Linked DNA regions of Mus musculus: region 2 is linked to region 1. Evidence: chromatin contacts called from public promoter capture Hi-C data. All regions are on one chromosome and are shown on one strand. The core of a region is the stretch at or near the end of the contact, and the rest is flanking DNA. Distances in the headings are between cores, read along the strand shown.

The links. Promoter capture Hi-C pulls out the DNA fragments that hold promoters and counts their contacts.
Region 2: a promoter capture Hi-C map of hippocampal neurons shows a contact between it and region 1, with 5 times the contacts expected there. The contact joins the promoter of Itga6 here to the promoter of Cybrd1 in region 1. A contact is called at or near these places in 4 of 39 promoter capture datasets (hippocampal neurons, liver and maxillary cranial neural crest).

What each region holds. Positions count from the first base shown.
Region 1 is chr2:71,115,772-71,119,720 of GRCm38.p6, forward strand. Cybrd1 (cytochrome b reductase 1) reads left to right here and starts at 2,283. Exons shown (of 4, transcript NM_028593.2): 1 at 2,283-2,541. The coding sequence starts at 2,349. It also overlaps a transcript of Dcaf17 not described here.
Region 2 is chr2:71,784,751-71,788,699 of GRCm38.p6, forward strand. It overlaps Itga6 (integrin alpha 6), which reads left to right and starts at 2,189. Exons shown (of 26, transcript NM_008397.4): 1 at 2,189-2,570. The coding sequence starts at 2,389.

The DNA.
Region 1 (3,949 bases), core at 1,033-3,532:
CCTGCAGGAGTTGGGCAGGGAACAGTTACCTCCTGTCCTGTGTTTTCCTTTGAGTCCCATCCCACCCCCACCCCCACAAGCTGGCTGCACCTCTTGTACAAGGTTTCCCTTTCACATTTTTCTCTCTGGACTCCAGGAACCCTCTCTGCTGTAGGCTTGGGACAGTGTTAAAACCCTGCCCACTAAATGTAAATAGTCCTGGTCATTACTGAATTGCCCAATTTGAATATGCTGTCCATTCTCCATTGAAACCCTGATGGACACATTAATCTCCCAACACAATGCCCTTCCTCCCAGTTACTTAATCTCCTTACCAAGGGAAAAATAACAACATGGCCGCAGGCCACAGATTCAAATCTCTTACTCATTAATCCAGCTCTACTACCAGGGCCTTGACACTCCACTTCCTTGGTCTAAAACCTTTAATTAAAAAAAAAAAAACACAATATTTTAAGGGCTGGAGAGTTGGCTCAGCTGTTAAGCGCACTGGCTACCTTTCCAGAAAACCAGGGTTCAGTTCCCAGCACCCACATGGTAGGTGGTTCACAGCTTTAGTCTGTAACTACAGTCTCAGGGCATCCACTGCCCTCTTCTGGCCTCTGTGGGCATTGCATGCATATGGTACACAGACATGGAGGCAAAACTCTCATAGTTATAAAATAAATAAAACTTCAAAATGTTGTTTATAGTTTCTTATTCTAAAATTAATTTTAAACATCTATTTGGTGCGGTGGTGATAGTGGTGTGTGGGGGGGGGGGGGGCGCGCACAGCACAGCACAAATGTAGAGGTCAGAGGACAACTTGTAGGTTTTCTTTTGTACCTGTCAGTTCTTTGGACTACGCTCAGGTTATCACACTTAGTGACAAGTGCCTTTACCTACTGAACTAGCCCTCAAAACCTATAATTGGAAAAACCATTCCTTGATGAGCAGGCACATATGCACATGTGTGTGCTCACGTGTGCACATGCGCACACACAGGTGTGCACACACAGAGACACACTCGCGCGAGCTTTGCGCGCGCGCGCGCGCGCACACACACACACACACACACACACACACACACACACACACACACTACCTTTCCTGTGTTTTGTAAGGTCTCTAAGGGCTAGAGGGAGCATTCCCAAATGCACTTTGGAAGCCGAGGCATCCAGCACCCTTTTCCTCTGATAGTGATGCTCAATGTCTCACCTAGAAGGGCAAGGATAACGGAAAAGGACAGGAAGCCAGTGTCTCTTCATCAAGTTAAGTCACTCAGGGAGGTTTAAGGTCTAGGCTCACATTGGTTTGAGCAGGCAGACATCTTTAAACTCATTTTAGCACACTCCAGGCAAGTCCAGGGCTGTGACTGCCTGTCTTCCCTGGCGCAACTGCAAGTTGCAGGTGGCTTATATTCTGTTATTTCTGTCTTTTCCAGCTGTTATTGTTACTATTTTTGATATCGGATAGCATGTACCTCAGGCTGGCTTCACACTCTCCATGTAACTGGGGATGATATTAAACATCTGATCCTCCTGCCTCTACTTTTCCCATGGTAAAATTATAAGGGGTGTGTCACTTCTAAGGACTGTTCTAAGGACTGTGCCCAGGTCTTTGTGCGCGCTAGGCAAACCTAAGTAAGACCAATTTAGCTGCGCTTTCAGCCTTCTCTTTCTCTCTTCTCTGTTTTGATGTTGAGGCAGGCTTTCTATAGCGGTCTGGTCTGGAACTCTCTATGTAGCTTAGAGTGGTTTTACACTTGTGGCTATCCTCCCGCCTCAGCTTTCTGAATGTTGGGGTCACAGGTGAGCTCCACTACACTCTCATCCCTACAGGTGCTTCCTTACACGGTAAGGCCAAGTCCACTGCTGCCCTCAGCAGCAGACCCTCTGGGGGGTCAGGAAGCCTGGATAACTACAACCGCAGGCTTCACCACTTTCAGTGAATCTGTCTCTGGTGACAAAGAGTGTGTACCACCGCCCTCCACAAGAATAAGGAAACAAGGCGCATAGAGTTGAAGCAAAGTGGTAGGCTTGAGCTCCTGGGCGCTGTCTTGGTGAGGAACTGACTCACACTCAAGGAGGTTGGATGCTTCTTCAGGTGGTGGCCACCACGGCAGCCAGAGCTCACGGTGCAGCCGCGTGATCGGGGGTGGAGGATGGGGGATAAGGGGTGGGACCGTCTGGAGCTTGGGCCCGCGGCACCCCCGGGAGGCCCCACAGCCTGTTACCCTAAGAAAGCCCCTCCCCACGGGCGGAGACGGCGCCGAGAAGTCGCCGCCCCGGCCCCACCGCCGGGCCAGTACCCCGAGGCCACGGCCGCAACACCAAGTTCTCCAGCAGGCTGTCGTGGAGCATGGGGTGCTGATGGCCATGGAGGGCTACCGGGGCTTCCTGGGGCTGCTGGTGTCCGCGCTGCTCGTGGGCTTCCTGTCGGTGATCTTCGTGCTCATCTGGGTCCTGCACTTCCGAGAGGGGCTTGGCTGGAACGGCAGCGGGCTCGAGTTTAACTGGCACCCGGTGCTCGCGGTGACCGGCTTCGTCTTCATCCAGGGCATCGGTACTGGGATCCTCGAGGGGGTTGGTGGGGTCACTGCGCGATGGGACCCGGGACGCCGTCGTGGATTCCAAGGAATTCATGAAACTAGGGAAAGTTACTCAGGTGGGCAGGGCCTGCGCAGTCAGGGACGCGAAACCCCAGCTTCGGTGAGGCTGGCCTTTGAACTTGCTTCAGGTCTCCTAGGCGGGGAGCTCAAGTCTCCGCGCAGCATCGTCAGTTGGTGCCTCTCCATCCTTTCCCCTGTCCTGTTCTTTCCTCCGGAGTTCTGGGCACCTCCATCAGTCACCGGCTGCTGCCTGGCTGCGCTCCATTTGTTGATGTGGCGAAAGTTCCTTGGCGGAGTTTTGTGGTCTTGAATCTGACAGGGAGATGAAAGCTGAGAGTGGCCCCAAGGGACCGCTGGACGCCCGGGATCCATCTATCTCTCTCTCTCTCTCTCTCTCTCTCTCTCTCTCTCTCTCTCTCTCTCTCCCCCTGCAATTCTACTCTTCATCTTCACTGTCTTCTTCAGCTAATGGGGCACCGCACGTTTCACTTTTCCAAAAAGGCGGTGACAGCGAGAATGCATTCAGAAAAGCCAAGCTGTTGTGCTGGGCTTGCTTAGCACAAACTGTTTGAGAGGCTCGGAACAGGTTCTAGCAGCCTGGCTTCTGAACAGGCCTCCTCTTCTTCACCAATACTAAAAGTCCCACAAATGAGCAAACAGAAGCACTGGCTTCGTTCCTAAAGAAAAATGTGTGTGTGTGTGTGTGTGTGTGTGTGTGTGTGTGTTGCACCCCCCGCCCTCCCCCCCCAACCCCGCGCATGCTTTAAACCGGTGCTACGGCCTCCAGCAAGAGTGGTCAGCCTTCTTCCATGGGAATCTGGAGAAGGTAATACTAATGCTGAGCTACTGTGGTGTGAGGTAGGCATCCAAGCCATTTCGCTGCAGAGTTCCCAGCTATTTGGCCACTACCCTAAAATGAGAAAAACATATCCAGGTTCTAAAGTTCCAACCACCAGAAGCACTCTTTCCATCACGGTGGAGCGCTTTCGTTTGGCCAGAGTTGTTAATATCCTCTGTTTAATTAAATAGTCCCAAACACCTCTTCGTGGCTTCCAGCCACCCAGAACAGCTCCGGACGCCGTGAGACCCTTTAGATGTTTGGACGGAGTGCTGTAGTTGAGGGTGAGGGAAACACAGATGACAGCGGGTTACCTGTCAGGCGGGTTAACCCAACAGAAGACATTCACAAAAGTACAAACATTCCTGAGCATCTTCTGTGTCTTCACTGGATGCATTATATGAGTGTGAGCCGACGCAGAGGCGCTAACCCATGGACATAGAAATTCTTCTAAGCGCCTTATTCTCAACAATTCCCCCTCCCCCCAGTGCTCTTCGCTTTTATGGCAATATGCTCACTTTCTG
Region 2 (3,949 bases), core at 939-3,438, 670 kb after region 1:
GGAAGGGAATGACGGGTTCTCCACAGCCTAGAATTAGTCTTAGGAGGAGGAGGGATGTTCAGAATGGCCATTGGCTAATAGGACTTGAGCATGACTGGTCAGAGGGAGCAGTTGCAGTACAGGGCTTGGACTTGAGTGGAATCTGATGGATCTGGGACATATGCGCAGGGTTTGGCTGTTCAGCACAGCTTTCTTAACCAGTTCAGAAGTATTTCAGCAACATGGCAGCTACATCACTGGCTCCTGGCTGAGAACTACCTTGCGATTAAATGTTTAAATGTCAACTTGAGGATTGAAATCAAGAAGGTAACAATGACCTTGAGGTTCCTTATGTCCAACCATCATCAATTGGACCTGTCTTTCAGGGATAGTGGTTGCCATACATGAAAGAAGAAAACGGTTGTGAGTGACACCCACTAAAAATCACACTGCTGATATTTTCTACCTCACTAGACAGTCATTTCTAACAGTTTCTCAATGTCCTTCAGAAGCGCTTGTTCAAACCGTGTGATCTTCAAGATCTCGTGTGCATTTAGATCCATTATACCTCACCCAGGGCAAGATGTGAGATTACTAGTTGTTTGGGAAGTGGCACATCTGCTGGGGACTCACTCTGGCAGCTGCTGCCACCTGTGAAGACCACACGTGATATTCACATAGCTTCTCTGAGTAGCTCCAGCTGTTCTCTTGGTACAGATGTAGAAGGACGCTTTGGGTCTCCCTTGGGACTGCACCCTGCTTCTATTTCCTATGCATGCCTGTTAGGTTCCATGGAAAGGCCCTTTCCAGCATCAGGAGTGTACAGCCCACTGTGATTGTTACCCAGCTCTGGGCAGTTGGTCCTGACTTGTATAGAGAGTTGGCTCAACACAACTAGAGGGAGCACACCACTAAGCAGTTTTTATCCATGGTCTCTGCTCCAGGTTCCCGTCCTGAGTTCTATTATCTGGAAATGTAAGATAAAACAAACTCTTTTCTCCTCAGGTGGCTTTTGGTTAAAATATTAAATTACATCGATAGGAGACAGGGTAGAACAAGGCCCGTTCAGTAAGTTACTGAAAACCAAGACCCTATGCACAACATACATGTTTTTAAGAAGAAAATCGATTATATTAACATATGTCAAAATGTTAACATTTTTTTCTATAGTAATAAATTGCTTCTTTATTGACATACATCGAGATCTAGCAGAGTAGCTACCTAATAACAACTGTAATTTGAAACATCTGCAACAACCAACTTTTCTGGATAAAACAGTATTTTCTACTGATAATTGGGTTGTTGGTACAGTCTCCTGCCTTTGTGGTTTACTGTCTACATTCATAAGAGAAAACATGCTAATCTAAATGTCAGAGGATAATAAAAAATGGTTCACTAAAATGTATATTGTTTGTTCTCAACCAAGTTCTGAGCGTCCCTGAAGCAAGTTTTTCTATCCTAAAATAAACATGCCTCAAAAGCCAACACCTCGCTGGAAAGCCCCACCCTATGCCCGCGAGACTCAAGCCTTCAAGCCACCCACACGGACCTCTAGCTGTCTCTATCTATGCAGTTCTAACTAGACTAGGAAACTTAGGGTAAGAAAAGGGGACAATAGCTAAACTCCAGGGCCCAAGATAGAAGGACTCAGTGTTCCCTACCTAGAGATCTTCCCACAAAAATCTGAGTTGACTTTTTTCTTTTCTTTTCTTTTCTTTTCTTTTCTTTTCTTTTCTTTTCTTTCTTTCTTTTTTTTTTTTTTAAAAAAAAAACCAAAACTCATCAGCACAGAGAAGCCCGCTTCCTAGGCCTGAATGAAACAGTGTGTTTTTAAGTAGCACAGCAACGTTTTCGACGTTTGGGTCCCTGGGGAGCCAGCGAGTATGCAACATCAAGCCAACCCCAAGAGCTGGGCATACTTAGGCGCGTCTTGAACCCTTGGAGAACGGATGTCTTTGCAAGTCAGCCCTATGAGGCCCGCAGTTCAGTGACAGGTAGAAAAAAAGCCTGGCTAGTCTTGCCAAGCTCCGGGACGCTTCCGGGCAGGTGGCGGGAAGGTGGGAGGGCTGCGGCGGGTGCGCCGCTGCGGGGCGGGGCCGGCAGGGAAGGTGCGTGTGGCGGGCGGGGCCTCGGGAGGGGCGGGGCGGGGCGGGGCGGGGCCGGAGTCCCGGTCACTCGATAAAACGCTTGAGAGTCTCCAGAGAACAACGGGCTCATTGAGCAGCAGCTAGCTGCGGGCGTGGGGGAGCGGCCGCACAGTGAGCGTGAGCCGGCCGGGGGTGGGGCCGCGCGCAGGGGCGACCGAGGCCAAGTGGCCGCAGCGGCGCGCCAGGCAGCCCGGCCCCGGCCCCGAGCCCGCGCGCACAGAGGCCGCAGCAGCTCCGCGGGTCCCTCCCACCGCGCGCGCCCATGGCGGTCGCGGGCCAGTTGTGCCTGCTCTACCTGTCCGCGGGGCTTCTAGCCCGGCTGGGTACAGCCTTCAACCTGGACACCCGCGAGGACAACGTGATCCGGAAATCGGGGGATCCCGGGAGCCTCTTCGGCTTCTCGCTCGCCATGCACTGGCAGTTGCAGCCGGAGGACAAGCGGCTGTGAGTTCCCCGACTCTTCCCATCCCCACCGGGGCGCCGCGCTGCGCCAGGGAGAACGAGGGCGCGCCCTGCTGCCGCCCGTCCCGCGTGCCCAGAGCCTATCCGTGGGCTAGCCCAGCTCGGCTCTGCTCTGCCCTGGCCTTCCCTACCTTGCCCTGCCCTGCCCTGCCCTGCCCGCTCGCACTTCTTCGGCCCAAGACTTGAGAGATCCGGGCCCGCCGCGCCCTGCACACGGCGCCTCCCGGGAGTGAGGAGAGCCGAAGGGACAAACCCCGGGCCCGGCCCCGGGATACTTGACTTTCCCCCTCCCCTGAAGTGCTTTCCGCGGTTCTCCACTTCGGGCTTAGTTTGCAGGGACCCCGGCAGGTGGCACGCTTTGCTGAGCTTCACGTGTGCACTAGGGACAGTGATGGGACACAGGGTTGCGGGAAGTCTTCCAGGGAAATGCAGGCCTTTCTCCAACTCTCCGACCGTCCGGTCCCCTCCCTCGTTCGCGCGCCGCGTGGAAGTTGGGAAGCCACTTTTCGCTGTCCCGTATGACTTTCCCTGCAGAGTGGGCTCTCCTGCAGGAGATACTTTAACATGCTTCTTAAAAAGCACCTGTTCCTCAGGACTAGCTCAGCTGTGAAAACAGGCTTCTTCGAGTCGGTGTGCTAGCTCCCCCTCCCAGCTCCCTGATAGATCAGCAGCACTCAAGGATCCTCCGGCCCCAGTGCTGGGTGGGCCTCACGGAGGAGTTAGAGCAAAGTGCCCCTTCTAGGAGGGACTTAGAAAAGAAGGTTCGGAAGTGACAGTCATCCTCCCAAGTGTTTCTTCCAGGAGAAAGCGACTGGCTCTGCCTTTTAAACAGTGTTGGCTCCCACATGACCCAGTTCTTTGATTGGGGAAGATTTTCTGGAGCTTAGTCGCCCAGTCGCAGTGGGGTTAAATTCTTGATCCATGCTCATTCCCACAACAAAAGGTCCTCCTCCCCGCCCAGGTCTTGAGTTGAACCCAGGTCCTTCCAGGACCAGCAGACCGGAGAGAACAGAGTGCAGCCAAGGGGAAAGGAGAGGCCAGAATTATTTTAAACTGGAGAAAACTCCCTTTTCGGATATTTAACAACTTTGGGGTTTGTGCATATTGTGGACTTCAAAATCTTAAGGTCAGATTTTTCTGATACCACCTGCTAGGTGAAGCAGAAGTCTATTGTGGGTGGGATAGTCCCGGGCAGGGAGGGGGTCTGACTCTGCAGGCGTGGCATTCTCCCGAAAATAATTGTTGGTCAGCTGTAAATCTGAAGTGAGAGGGTTTGTTTGTTTGTTTGTCAACTCAAGAGGATGACATTTCAAATCTCAAACACTATTCGAGAAACACATACATTTACCCATGGAGGATTT